Regions from separate parts of the Mus musculus genome. Here region 2 is linked to region 1. A link is a contact called in public HiChIP or PLAC-seq data. All regions are on one chromosome and are shown on one strand. Each heading gives the region's core, a stretch centred on a gene start, on an enhancer-like site or on the middle of the called end of the contact. The rest is flanking DNA. Distances are from core to core; before and after follow the strand shown.

What was found. HiChIP or PLAC-seq counts read pairs in DNA pulled down with a chosen protein or histone mark.
Region 2: an H3K27ac HiChIP or PLAC-seq map of extraembryonic endoderm stem cells shows a contact between it and region 1. The contact joins two enhancer-like sites. A contact is called at or near these places in 17 of 484 Hi-C or Micro-C datasets (the HPC-7 cell line, Sertoli cells, Th1 cells and 13 more), 9 of 115 datasets of contacts at active chromatin or transcription factors (cardiomyocytes, differentiating embryonic stem cells, embryonic fibroblasts and 5 more) and 1 of 9 other capture datasets (embryonic stem cells).

The regions. Positions count from the first base shown.
Region 1 is chr15:12,441,380-12,448,559 of GRCm38.p6, forward strand. It overlaps Pdzd2 (PDZ domain containing 2), which reads right to left. Exons shown (of 26, transcript NM_001081064.2): 5 at 4,144-4,286; 6 at 1,101-1,233. Among named protein-coding and RNA genes, the nearest start is that of Gm52211, 47 kb to the right of the region's middle. Within about 2 kb of position 2,907, at least 13 of the 459 cell types and tissues checked have an H3K27ac peak or open chromatin away from gene starts, as enhancers often do. A contact at or near this core is called in extraembryonic endoderm stem cells, where this site is marked.
Region 2 is chr15:12,556,172-12,563,351 of GRCm38.p6, forward strand. All of the region lies in intron 3 of Pdzd2 (PDZ domain containing 2), which reads right to left. Among named protein-coding and RNA genes, the nearest start is that of Gm52211, 68 kb to the left of the region's middle. Within about 2 kb of position 4,695, at least 9 of the 459 cell types and tissues checked have an H3K27ac peak or open chromatin away from gene starts, as enhancers often do. A contact at or near this core is called in extraembryonic endoderm stem cells, where this site is marked.

The DNA.
Region 1 (7,180 bases), core at 1,657-4,156:
TCATAAGAGCCCATGACAGAGTCATTACATCAACACACACAGGTGAAAGAAACCCAGACTTGGGTTTCAGGATCCGGTGATAACAGTGAAGACCAGGAGGGAGATATGGCAGCAGAATGGGACAGAGGGTGGTGTGCCAAGCATTTGCTATCTGGCACTGTTGACAGCACCATGACCTCTGCAAGATGGCAGCCACTATGGATGCTCTGCCCACTGTCATATCTGCCGAGTTGGGGAGGAAGGGAAGGTGGAGGTGGTTGGACAAAGGAGGCATAGAGCTTCTTCCAGCTCTAACAACGTAGGGGTGATTAGACTAGGGACCAGGACTCTCCACAGACAGCCCTGAGACTTTTCTCATTCTGGCCTCAGAAGATGCATTCCTTACTGTGGTGGTTTGGATGTGAAGTGTCCACGCCCCCTCACCCCCAGCTATGCTGAAGGCCTGGTCCTTCGTACAATACTTGGAGGTGAGACTTAGGTAAGTGGTTGGTCCTGAGTGTTCTTATGTAACAGATGGATGGATCCATTAATGGATCCACAATTGGAGTACTGGGAAGTGGTAGAAACTGAAAGATGGGGCCTAGTTGGGCTAAGAGGGCCCCTGGGATATGTGTCTTTGAAGGGCCTCTTCATGTCTCAGTGTCTTTATTTCTTGACTGCACAGGGCACACAACTTTCCTTTGTCCACTATACTCTTTTGCCACAACGTTTCTGTATGGTCATAGGCCCAGTAAGGGATCCAGGGGGTCATACACTGAAGCCATGAGCCCTAATAACCTTTCTTCTTCTTTAAGTCACCTATCTCAGGCATTTCATCATAGTGACCAAAAAAAAAAAAAATTCCATGCAGCCTTCTTTTTCCTCCTATCATGTTTCTGCATCTCCTATTCTTTACCTTCTCCTTCATTCTGTTATAACTTTTCTAACAAGCATCTTTAATGACTTAATCAAGCACATTTCAGTCACATGTGCACATCTGTGGAATCACAGCTACCGCCCAAGATAAGCCGTAAGCATGCACATACCTGCTGGCATGGGAAGGGCTCCCGTCCGGACTCATACTACCATGATAAATACCAAGAATGACAGAAACTACCTACCTTGCTGGCCACCACCAGCTGTACCATCCCAGTGGCTGAGCGCAGAATAGCCACAGCTTCCTCATGGGAGAGCCCGACCAGTAAGTGACCATTGATCACCAGCAGTTCATCTCCTAAGGACAGCCTGCCATCCCTGAAGAAACGGAGATGGGAAAAAAGACCCCTGGTCAAGACATTCTGGGTTAGAGAAGTGCCGTCTTCTAGGAGCTAGGCAGAGTCATGAGACAGGACAGTTAGATAAGGTGGAAGAGGAAGGAAAGACAACCAAAGATGGTTTTGGGTGGGATTGCGTTAACGCTAGTATCCAGACTCATGGACTCTTTGACAGTCTCTGGGACTCTTGACAGTCACTTACCAATACACTCACTCTTAAGCTAAGCGTCTCTGACAACGAACGTCAATGACACTTCATCTGGATGACTATTGTGATAGAGCAACTAAGACCCTCAGGTTTTAGGAGACTCAAGTCAGTCGATCTTTCCCTAATCCTCCCTGTCATCAGCTCGGGGCTATTGCTAAGCTGAACACAGACAGTGCCAAGACACGTCAAACCCACCTGCGGCCCTTCACTGGTCTATTGTGTCTCCCTCCCCGCCCCATCAGACAGAAGCAGGATTCTTTCTGGGAAACTGGGGCTATGTGGTAAGTGTTGGTACCTCCGTACCCCACCACAGAGCTACAGGACCTTGAAGATAAAACTTTCCAAGGATTATTTCACTCTTGGGTCCCCCACAGAGGACAAACTAGCGAAGCAGAAGCAATCACAGCAATGAAGTGTTGAGCTTGCTATTGTTAAAGGTTTGAGATTTGATTCATTTCTGTGGTTGTAAAAACCTGGGCTTTTTTTTTTTCCATTTAAATTACGGCTGACTCTGAGCTCCTGTCTCACTGCTGGCAGGAGACTTTGCTGTTACTGGGACTGTCTCCTTAGGGCAGGTCACGGCCCTCAGTGCACACAACCCTCGAAACTGATTTCTGCAATGGATTCCGCTGAGCTGGCCAGGGTCTTGTCTTCCATAAACCAAAAGGCCCCTGACACTCAGACAGAAAATCTGGTGAAGCAGACCATGGCGCCTAGGGGTCTCCCTGTCTCTCAAGGCTTGCCATCACCATCCAGGTCCTACAGTGGAACCTGCGCATACCCAAATCTTCCCAGGTCCACATAGCTCTTTCTTCTGTGCTCCTCCCAATGAACCAACCAGCATCTCCCCTTCCATCTTTTTCTCCTTTCTGCCTTCAACAGCATCGTTCTCATTGTCTCCTTCTTCTAGGCTCACATGCTAGTCTTTCTTTAGAGTTTAGGCTATAAAAAAAAGATAAAAGGCACATGGGACTTCCAATAGCCTCTGCCTTCTATTTCCAAAAATCCCTACAGTAGAGAAACGCTAAGGGAGCTACCAGTTACTTAGCATGGTAAGAAAGTGGGGATGAGAAAGTCAGGAGGGAAGGGCACCCTGGAATCTAGGTGTATGGGTCGGAGCTGATCCTATGGGAGGAGGGAAGCCTGGCATAGACAAGGCAGTGGCCGTGGCTGGTGGGCTTACTTATTCCTAACACCACCAAGATGCCCCAGCCCATCCCTTCACTTATTCTACTCTCTAATTGCATTTCTCTCATCTCCTGGTATTAATTCAAACGCCCTGCTGGCGAGTCACAGACCACAGGGAAGAGAGACACACTGTTCCAGGCTAAAAGTGAGTGAGAAGAAAAAAAATATGATAGGACGGATTCAGCCCCAGCTCTGGTGGGAAAACAAGAGCATCATCTCTATAGAAAGCTTATCTCTGAGCACGGAGTTTCCCAATTGTCAACCTCCTAGATAGAGCAGAACGGAAGACATACCAGTGATGGGAAAACGGCTAGCTGCTGAGTTCCTTAAGGCCTATCGGGAACGATGCTCATCTGGGTTAAAACCATCTAACGTCTTAATATCTTAATGCTGTCACTTGGATAATTGACCGCTGGAGTTCATCTTACTGCTAGTGTCGTTTTTCTTAGCATCCTGCTTTACAGGCTGAAGAGCAAGAAGTCTGCTAGTTTCTGCCTTGTCCTCTCCTTAGTTTCCTGTTATCCAACCTAAATAACTTAGCTTCTTCAACTACACCTTATGAGATAGATTTTTCCTTCTCCATCTTGGGAAGGCTGACGTTGCTGTGGCCCGCTGTATCCCTCTTAGGATCTGGCTCCCCTGCCTGAAGAAATTCCAGACTAGGCAAAAGACAATGACTTCCCTATCAATGCCCTTCTCTGTGTACTCTTATTGTAGACATGTGGGCGTGGCAACACATGTACATACCCTACTGTGCCCTGTAAATAACAGATACTCCATGTGAACAGAAGCAAGTAGAACAACAAAGACCTTGCTTGACATTCGGGAACGGCTATAAGCCTCACACTCAGATAGCCTGATAGCCTTTTTCATCTGTGCTCCAGCTAAGCACAGTCCCTCTCCCTACTTCACACAATTGATATCAAATGAAACAAAACAAAGCCACCTTTATAAGTGCTGCTTTTTTAGGTTACACAAAGATTTACATTAATTTTTTTCCCCTTTTCATGTGCAGTAGAGACATGTGACCACAAGCCCGTGTGTGCGTGTGTGAAACTCTGATCTGACACATTTGCATGGTGGCCACCTTTTAAGACAGTGCCACTTTCCTGAAGTCACTGACTCAGAGGACTTCAGATGGCAGGACTGTGATCTCCTGTTGTGGGTGCATAAACTTCCTTGATAAATAAACACTTAATACCCCAGTCAGTGCCAGCATGCCAAGAGTTTGTAAGCAATCTAAGAGGGAGCACAAAGAGATCAAATCTCTGTTCCACGGTTTAGAATATCCTAAGCATCCTTCCTCATGAGCCACTTCCTGTGTTCAGAGGCATGCCCAGTGAGAGCGGCTCTTGTCTGTTTCCCTCCCGCGCTCCCACAAATCTTTTAATTACCAGAGCTTTGATCAAGCGAAAGACACTAGCACCCAGCACCCGAGGGAAGGGGAGGAGGAAGGCAAGGGGCAGAGGGATGGGGGAAGAGTTATCTAGTCACCTGTGAGCGGCACCTCCTTCCTTCACTTGGGTGACAACGATAGCGTGAGGTGAGCGCTTTGATCCTCGGCCTCCACTAACCTGAATTCCCAGCCCATCTGATTCTTTGAGCAGTTCCATCTTCCATATCCGGCCAACTTCCTCCTTGGAAGAAAAAGCGAGCATGCATGAAGGATGCTGACAGACACACAGCATTGACATGGGAGAGTAGCACTGTCACGAGAGGCCAGGCATCCGTCTCTTGTCACCAAATATCACAAATCAGCACAGAAGAAAAGGCCTCTATTAACTAGACCAAAGTCTGGCTGTCAGTGCTGTCCCATAAAACCTTCTAGAATAAGGGAAATGTTCGGTCTGTGTCATTCTATAGGGAACCACTGTCCACACGTGGAGCTTTTGAAAATGCATGGTGTAGGCCGAGTATCTAATTTTTAGTTTCATGGAATTCTAATCATGTGTGTAGCCACCCCAGTTACTGGCTCTGACATCATACATCCTATCAGGTGTCCTGTGGATAACGCATCCTCTACTTGCGATGCAGGTGCCACTGTGTCTGCAACACTGGTTTACTCTGGGATCCTTTTGCTTCTGCACAGCTGCTAATACACAGGAAGGCGAAAGGAGAAAAGCTCAGCTCAGGCTTGGGTACCAGGAAACCTCTGCTAGTTTAGGGGAAGCTTTGCCATGTATAGCTTAGAGGGCCACCTAATACAGAAATGCCTTCTCTTGCTTCTGACGTGCGCGCCATCATTACTACTTCGAGGCTTGTTGGAGGACTCAGTGGAGCATCCATGGGAACAGGTAGCAGCAGGATGAACCTGAGCAGATGTTGACAGGGGACCACGTAGCCCTTGCCGACTGTCCCTCGTGAGAGGCCCGGGATCAAACTGCTTTAGGTCTCTCTGCCTTTCGGAATGTTGACACGTGCATACTGAGATATATTGGGGATGGAGCACAAAGTTTAATATGAAATTCATTTGTTTCCTATGTAGCTTATAGAGGCTAAAGGTAGGATTATTCAAGATCTCCAATCCACTTGTTACCTTGACTATGAGTTATCTCAAAGGTCACAGCATGGAATCTTCCATTTATGGTATCATAGTAATTTTTAGATTTTGAGTATTTTTGAGTTTTGATGTTCAGAGCAGGATCACAACTAAGCATGTGAAACCAAATTGAACTGTATCTTATACGTCCTTAAAATACATACACGAGAAACCCAAACGAAAAATTGATGCATATGATATTGAGAGATAAATGTGTGTGCATATGTGTGTCTGTGTGTGTGCACATGTGTATGCGTACGTGCCCACAGAGCTCAGAAGAAAGCATCAAACCCCTTAGACTTGGAGTTACAGGCAGTTTTAAGTTGTATGATGTGGATTCTGGGAACTGAAGTCCAACCCTGCTAAACACTGCACAATCTCTCCAGCCCCATAAAAATCTTTAAGCGTGATTTTTTTTTAAAGCTTAGGCTCAGTTCTGTATTATTATTAAAAAAAAAATGCTAGGGATATGGCCATGAGTCATAGCACACCCACCAGCATCTGCCTTCTTAATCCATCATGAGGATTTTGTGGAAATGAAGCTCCCATCCCCGTGGAAACAGGCAACCTGCCCACTAGAGCTGCTTACAGAACGGAAAGAATGTGAAGCCTTTAGAAGACCTGAGATACATACATACTCACTGTCAGAAACTGAAACGAAACCACAAGAATAGTAAAAGAGCCAGATGTTGAACAGCCGTTGATGTGCAGCAACTGGAATGTCTTGAGAAATTATTACCAGGCAGAGACCTGGTGGATCCTACACTTCTGCACAGCGCTGCTCTGTGGGGCTCCACCATTCCAGCGGCGTGCAGGGGTGCCGTCTCCTCCATCCGCTGACCACAGGCAAACGCAGCCTGTCTGGCCAAATGCAACTTCAGAAGTCACTGGCTTACCACAGTCGTTCATGAACTTGTCAACGGGGGCCCTACTTCATCCAATCGTCTGGCCCCGGACTCCACAGTTTTGGTTTGCTGCCTCTGACCTCTGGGTCACCTTCCTCTTCTCCATTCGGAAACACCCTCCCTGGCCTTCACATCCTCATAGCTCCCCTATTTCCAAAAGCCATCCTTGGGAGTCAGAGTGGCTGCCAAGGGGGCAGCTTGCCACAGCTCCAATGCAGGAAGCTGATGTCCTAGCACACACTACTGGAAGGAACAGGTTCAGGTATGTTGGTCAGACTCTACGCTGCTCAGCAGCACCTCCCACGACAGCATCCCTCCAAGCCCCCTGGGTTCAGGGGAGTAAAACAGTGGCTTGTCTTTTCCGATGCTGGGTCCTAGCAGGTAAAACACAGCTCCTTCTCCCCCAGCCAAGGAAATCTTTGGCTTTCCTTTCAAAGAGCAATAGCGTCCATTACTGGAGTAATAGGCTCAAAAGAAAACTCATTTGGTTTTACCTCACAGTAGTGAAAATGTATCGATCCCCCGTTATTAGTTATGTAACTCTCCCTCCCCCATTCTGCTGTCCTTGTGTTAAGCAGAGTATGTAGGTACGGTTCACAGAGAGGATGATACGAAATTTATTCCTTTTCATTTTTAAATGCTTGAAAAGTAGGACCTATGATTTAAAGGACAAACAATAACAACAACAAACCAAAAACAAAACTATGCCCATAGAGGTAGGAAAAAACCTAACTATATATATTCTGAAACGCAGGAGAAGAACATCCATGTACTTCATAAGCTCCTGTGTGTTTCCACACAGCTAGTGGAAACACACCAAAGGACAAGAGGTAGCCCAGTGGTGAAAGCACTTGCCATGGAAGCACAGTTTGGATCCTTGGAATCCGTGTTTGTTTGTTTGTTTGTTTGTTTTAAAATAGGCATGGTGGCATGCATCTGGAATTCCTGCACTCCTGTGGTGAGGTGAGAGGCAGAAACAGGAAAATCACACGGAAGCTCCTGTGTCAGCTAACCTGGAGTAGGCTGCAGAGAAACGAGAGATCCTGCCTCAAAGCAAAGTGGAAGGCAGGACTCCTGCCCTAGAATT
Region 2 (7,180 bases), core at 3,445-5,944, 120 kb after region 1:
ATCTCAAGAGAGGCCCACACTGTCTCTTTCTCCCTTTGAAACCTTCCTGGGAATATGGTGTCAACATGACTCCTTGTAGTTCTCACAGAGGTACTCAGCCATTTGCAATGGTAACTGACCCAAAGATAACAACCTGTGATCTTTCCATGCATATAGTAAGGGGGACTGTGGGTGCCTACAGGACATCTTTGCAGGCTTTCATTCAAGAGCAAGAATTGTTATTTACAGCAAGAATTGTGATCTCTAGTGAAATACAACAGAATCAAATACAAACCACCTAGTTATCCATTGGATACACAGTGCTTGATACCCAAACCTTATCTTGTGCCAAGGCCACAGTCAGAGAGACTTATTGATTTTAGACCTTAGGAGGGTGCCTGCCTCACTGTACCAGTCAACCTGGTACCCACAGAATCGCAAAGACCATTCTGATGTCTACAGAAAGTGTTCCATGGCCTCCCCAGCTCCCAGCTGGCTGCTATATCTCTCTTTTGAACACACTCTCTCTCTCTTTTTTGGGGGTTTTTTTTTGGTTTTTTTTTTTTTTTTGGTTTTTCGAGACAGGGTTTCTCTGTGTTGCCCTGGCTGTCCTGGAACTCACTCTGTAGACCAGGCTGGCCTCGAACTCAGAAATCCGCCTGCCTCTGCCTCCCGAGTGCTGGGATTAAAGGCCTGCGCCACCACACCCGGCTTTTTGAACACTCTCTATCACTTGATTTTCCAATAAACTCACTGTAACTTACTTGGTTCTTCTTCTCTCCAACATTCATCTCTGAGGGATCTATGTCTCTTCAGAGGTATTATGGAAAAAGAAAATTTCAATCCCACACCTATTACCCACAGAGCTTTGGTTGAGTTACTTAACGTTTCCGACTCTCATGGTCAAGCTCCTCTATTTAGGCTTTTCAAAGGAGGAAGATTAAAGTCAGAAGTGCATATGGAGCGTCTGGGATGACATCTGAGAATGTAAGCCTGGGGCTCGCGCTCAGGACCCATTTTGCATCTTTCCCCCACTGTATAAAAGACGTTAATATCTGGAGATGTTTCTGTAGTCATAACCACAGGGAAGAGTGCTTCTAGCATCTAGTGGGAAAGGGGTCTGAGATGCAGCTACATATCCTCCGGAACACAGAGCAGATCCCTCAGTGAGTTCTCATTTCAAAGCATGAAGGGTACTCCAGCTGAGAAATGATGTTGTGAGCCCTTAAAAAGCCACGGAAAGTCTAAGCTTTCAGCCTCTTCCTTTCGTTCCTTTCCTACCACACAGCACCAGCACTAGGAGGTCTCTCAAGCTGTGCTATATAAGCCGTGCAGACATGTATGTACATGTGCAGACATGTATGTACACTGTACATACTGCATACACTGTAGTTACATGAGCCCTGCTTTGCTGTTGATACCCAAGCTGGGAGGAAAGACCCGGCCACAGCAGAGTCTTTATGGAGTCAGATGACCGCTGTGTGCTGAGCCCCCAAATACTTGTGCCCAGGGTAAGTAGTCCTGATGAATAGTCTTGGTATGGGAACCAGTTAAAGGAACTCTGAGCTGACCTTAGGGGAACTGAAGCACTGAGGCAAAGGGTGCTCCTCCCTGCGGCTTCCTTAGTGACTGCCTATTGTGTTGTGGTCATTCCCTCAGCAATTGTCTGTCCGGTCCAGAGCATCCATGCAAGAGCCGCAAGAGCCAGGAGGCCACGGATGGATCTGTTCAGTCTCACTGACCCACTGGCCCCTCCTACAAAAACCCAACCTGGAACCTTGGTCAGCTTCAACCGAACGAATGCTTGCAAGATGATGGATGAGAAAATGGGGTGGGAGAGGAAAGGACATGCAGCTGTGACCTGGGGACTTCAACTGGTTCAGTCAAATAAAAGGCTGTACTCCCAGATAGCACATAAATCACATTAACAGAAACCAAAGGGGAGAGGGCGATTTCCACCCTCCCCCATACTCCAGACTTGATGACAACATTTTCTATTTCTGCCTTTTACAGCCAGAAGACATGGGTGGTTTCTGTGTAGCTGGGTAGATGAGAAGGTGTGAAGTGTAACTGTCTCCAGTCATCTTTGGGTACCCGGGGGCGGAGAAGATGAACTGCCTACCCAGGACTTGTGCAGACACAAGATTGCTCTCACCACAGTGCTGAACAGGCAATGCTTTCTCTCTAGCTGTTGTCACCTGGGTGACACCTACTCCCCTCTCAAGACTCAGCGTAGATACACCCCTTTCTCCAGGAAACCCGCCCCTAGGACCTTTATAGGGCCTTCCTTGGTTTTTCATTGGTAGCCTCCCTGTCAATCATCGATCTGTTCACTCTTGTAGACTGTATGCTCTTTCAAGGAAGGTCAGCCAGTCTTGTTTATTGTTTTATTCCAGAACCTATCTCTGAGCCTGGGGCAAACAGGCACCTGATGACTACTGGTTGAATGAGTGTCAACCAATTTGGTCAATATTCATTTCTGAATTTACTGAGTGCCTATTATGAAAAAGGCACAGGGATAGGCATGTATTGTGGTTCATAACAGGCACTCAATAGATTCTGGAATGAATATTAACCCAAAATGGTTGACACTCACTTTTTCAACCAATACTCATCAGGCACTTGTATGCACCAGGCACAGAGATGGGTCCTGGGAAAACAACTACTAACTTCCCAACATTGACAATATTGACATTAAAAAGAACTATGGCAATGCTGGTAGGATTGCTCAGTGGGTAAAGATACCTACCCCCCCAGCCTGATGACCCGAGTTCAATCCCCAGGACCCATACAGTAGAGGGAGTGAACCCAGTCCCTCAAGTTATTCTCAGAACTCTACAGGCATTCTATAGCACAGGCATTTGGCACCCCCTTCTCCATCACACACAGAATAAATAAACATAAGTAGTTTCCTGCTAAACTCTATTTGTGTGTTTGTTTACTATTGAGACAGGTATCCCAGGCTAGCCCTAGACTTGCTACATAGCTCAGGATGACCTTGAACTCCTAATCCTCCTGCCTCCCCTTGCCATGTGATGTTATTATAGGCATGCATATCTGGTTTATACCATGCTAGGGATTGAACCTGGGAGTTTGTGCATGCTAAGCAAACACTCTATCAACCGAGCTTCATACATGCCCAGTCCTTATATTTTCTTCTTAATCATCCCTGAACCATGATTCTTGAAGTACAGACGAAGAAAGAAATCAAGCCACTTACACACCTCAATGTAAAAGAATCTCTGAAATTTTACTTTCAGAGTCTATTTAAACAGGCTTGCTGCTTACCGCCTAAGCAAAGGTTGCCTGTACATTCACCCCTGAGCCTGCTGATGGTCTGGAGTGTCCCCACACTCTTCATCTCAGGTGGAATTTACTTTAAAACATTTTGGGCCAGACCGATTTCAAGCAATGCCAACCACATCCTAAGCCCTTGAGGCGGTGAGCTAATGTTTGAAGGACACTTACAGGACTCAGCCCCCTCTGGCTGCCTCAAGCACTTGAAATATCATTATCCAAATCTGCGGCAGAAGGTTTCTGCAGTTACTAGAAGTCAGAAATCTTCTCTTCACCTGTCTAATTTGAGATTGTCAAGGGACTTGGTGAGAAAGGTCTGTAAACACCCCTAATGTTGTTAGCTGGGCTCTATGAGTCAATTTTACCAGCTCCTGCAAGCCAGCTTTAGTTCTATAGACAGACCAGTGTTCCCCCCCCCCTTTCCCACCCCCCAGTGATTCTGTCACTGGAGCTGATGACCAAGTCTGGTGAGTCTCCCTTCAGACCATTGCTGAGTGTTCTGCAGGGTGAACCTGATGAGAAGAAAGGTTCATTGGAGATGACTCCAGCCTAAGAGACGCAGATCCCAGGACGGGTTCTGCTCCTGCTTGCAGATACCCACTGCATCTGGCCAACATTCAGGATTGACTTTCAACACCGATTCACCACCTGGTACTGGGGTCCTAGGTCAGGGATGCACGGTTCTCAACCTCTCCTGGTAATTTCAAGCTATTAATGCTGAATAATGACTAGCTAATCGGCTCAGGTGGGTATGTGACAGGCATTGTCCTACCTTGGTGTCTTAGGAAAAACTCATTTATGTTTCAACACTCAACTCAGAGACTTGCTCCTACCCCCTGCACTGCAAACATTTTCTTGATAAACAATCCCCTGCCCAGGACCTTTAAGAGTTGCAGGTAAGCTGAGATCCTGGCAAGAGAGAGATCACATGTGGAGGTAGGACTCACGTCTTGCTTCGGTGGCCACAAGTGATGAACACTCAGTAAACAGTGTATACTGGATGGCAGAGCTCCCTGTGTACCAAAGTGATTTCTTTTCCTACTTCCCTGTCACGGGTCCCCTATGCCCAGCCAGCACACCTCTTCCCTATCTTCTCTGCCTAAACATTCTCTTTTCTCCGACTCCTTTCTTCATCGTATAAGGGACTTCCAGTTCCTCCCACATCAAGCCCGCCTTATGGTATCAGTAGCGCTTAAATACCATCCCCCCACTCCTTTCTCCCTCTATGGCTCAGCTTACTTCACTACTCCATCTTATCAAAACTTGAGATGAGTTCCAGCTTCCCGAATCCCCACCGACACCCCCTGGAACTTCTCCAGCAATTATTTTACTCGTGGGGAGTGTTTAACCACTCCAACCAGATGTCCTAAATCCATTTAATTATTTACTAAGTATACAATGAAAGGGTCCCCTGACTGAGAGAAATCTTCGTGAACTCTGACTAACCTGACAGAGTCTGTTTTGTTTGTTTGAGATGAGCTCTCGCTATGTTATCCTCACGTAATCTATTGTTGTTGTTGTTATTATCATCATCATTATTATCTCCCTTTTTCGAGACAGGATCTCACTATGTAGCGTGTGGCCTCCAAGTTGTGATCCGCCTCGCCCAGCCTCCCAAGTGCTAGGATTACAGATGTGAGCCATCACACCTGGCCTGATGCAAAATCTCACTCAAACTGCAGCCCACTAATAAGTGTTCCTAACGTCAGTTGGAGATGATCTGATTGTTCTCTTCAGAGACAGAACACCGGTGCAATGTGCAGCTCTGCCCCTGTGTCTGCCTCCCTAGCTTGAACCCCACACTTAAGCTCCCCTTGTGCTGGACCAAAACCAAAACAAAACAAAAAGTACGTTCCAGCCCACAGAGGTGTTTGGCTCTGCTTGGCCCCTGAGAATTGTCTCCGAACAGAGCATTGTCAGATGAACCCATTGCAGCTGCTGTGTGACCCTGCAGGCCTGGCCTGTGCCCAGTCTTTCCAGGTGGCTCTAATAGCGAGCACCACATCCCTGCAAAGGGTCTCCTAGAAACTCTTAAGTAGATCTAAAGTTACAGAGTATGCCAGAGGCTGTCCTATATCCCTACAGACATGGCTAGCATGTCTGGTGCCTGGGTTCGTTCATGTGCTGGCAGAGAAAATACAGGGACTCAGTTAAATTTAAATTACAGATGCAAATACATATATTTCTATTCCATCTCCTAAATATTACATACTAATTTTTTAATTATTGACTAATCTGGTAATATTAGTTTGTACCTGCTATTTGGCTTTTTATAAAAAGCTCTTTTACATTCAATAGGTGAGTAATTTAACACACACACACACACACACACACGTATAATGCCTTGTTAAAAATCAGAAGCCTTACCATCAAACAGACAGCATACACCAGCTGATATGAGGCCCTCAACACGCATACAGTAGAGGACTACTGGGTCTGTGTTCATTCAGAGATGATGCACCTAGCCCTCAAGAGACTGGAGGCCCTAGGGAGTTTAGAGGTCAGGTAGGGTGGGGAGGTGGGGGCACCGAAGTAGAGATGGGGTGGGGTGGGGAGGAGGTGTGGGATGTGGAGCAGTCGGAGGGTGGATGGGGAGGGGTGGAGAATGGAGTGTAGAAAAAAAATCAATTACAAATAAAATTAAATTAAAACAAATAAACAAACAAACAAACACCCAGAAGCTCAGTAGTTAAGAGCACTAACTGTTCTTCCAGAGGTCCTGAGTTGGATTCCCAGCAACCACATGGTGGCTCACAACTATCTGTAATGAGATCTGATGCCCTCTTCTAGTGTGTCTGAAGACAGCTACAGTGTACTCATATACATAAGATAAATAAATCTTAAAACAAACAAACAAAAAACCAGAGGCCTTGAAAATAGCCTTTGTGGTATCTTTCACTGATGTCTCCCTACAAGGAGAGGGTTAATCACTTTCTCTACAACTGAGTTGAAGCCCCTCACCTCTCCCTCGCCTTCCTCACTCAGTCTGTAATTCTCTCCCCTTGCCACTCCTTTTGCATCGTTAAGTTCAGCCTCAGTAACCCTTCTTCTCTTTCCAAGTAATTACCGTACGAACGTGAGTTTAACTTTGCCTTGCTCTCTTACACATCTCCTGGAACAAGTCACTGAGCCACATTAAGGAAATCTGAACAGGTGTGGAGCACCCCCAATCCTTCTGACCTCAAGAACCAGGTTCCTGTTCCTAACCACTTGGGGCTCTCTAACCCCAGGATCTCTGATCACACCCACCACTGCTCTCCACCCACTAGATCTCTGATCACACCATCTCTGATCACACCATCTCTGATCACACCATCTCTGGTCACACCATCTCTGATCACACCCACCACTACTCTCCACCCACTAGATCTCTGATCACACCATCTCTGATCACACCATCTCTGGTCACACCATCTCTGATCACACCATCTCTGATCACACCCACCACTACTCTCCACCCACTAGAGATTTCCTACTCGGAGAGAGCAGAGGTGAAGCTTTGAGTTATTTCTATCGAATGAAAACCCCAGGTTTTTCTCCAAGCTTCAGGAAGTAACCTCAACCGATTGAAGTCATGTTGTTGACCCACAGCGCTGTACAAAGGACCAACCTAACTCTACCTCAAGGATGATGAACCCATGTACAGATGCACTCAACGGGAAAGGGTCTAGCGGGGGTCATGCAAGGTAACCAGGACTGCATGTGAGAGCGCTGCAGATAGAAGGGGAGTAAGCAACAGCTGGTGCAGTTCTAGGTGGGGACCTGGCGAGGGAGGACATCGTGAGAGCAGCAAGAGTTGTTACTGTTCCAGGGAGGTGGGAGCACCTTGAATCATCATGAAAACACTGTTAAAGGCAGTCATGGTAGTAAAACCCTGCGTGATATCATGGCCATTAGTAAGATG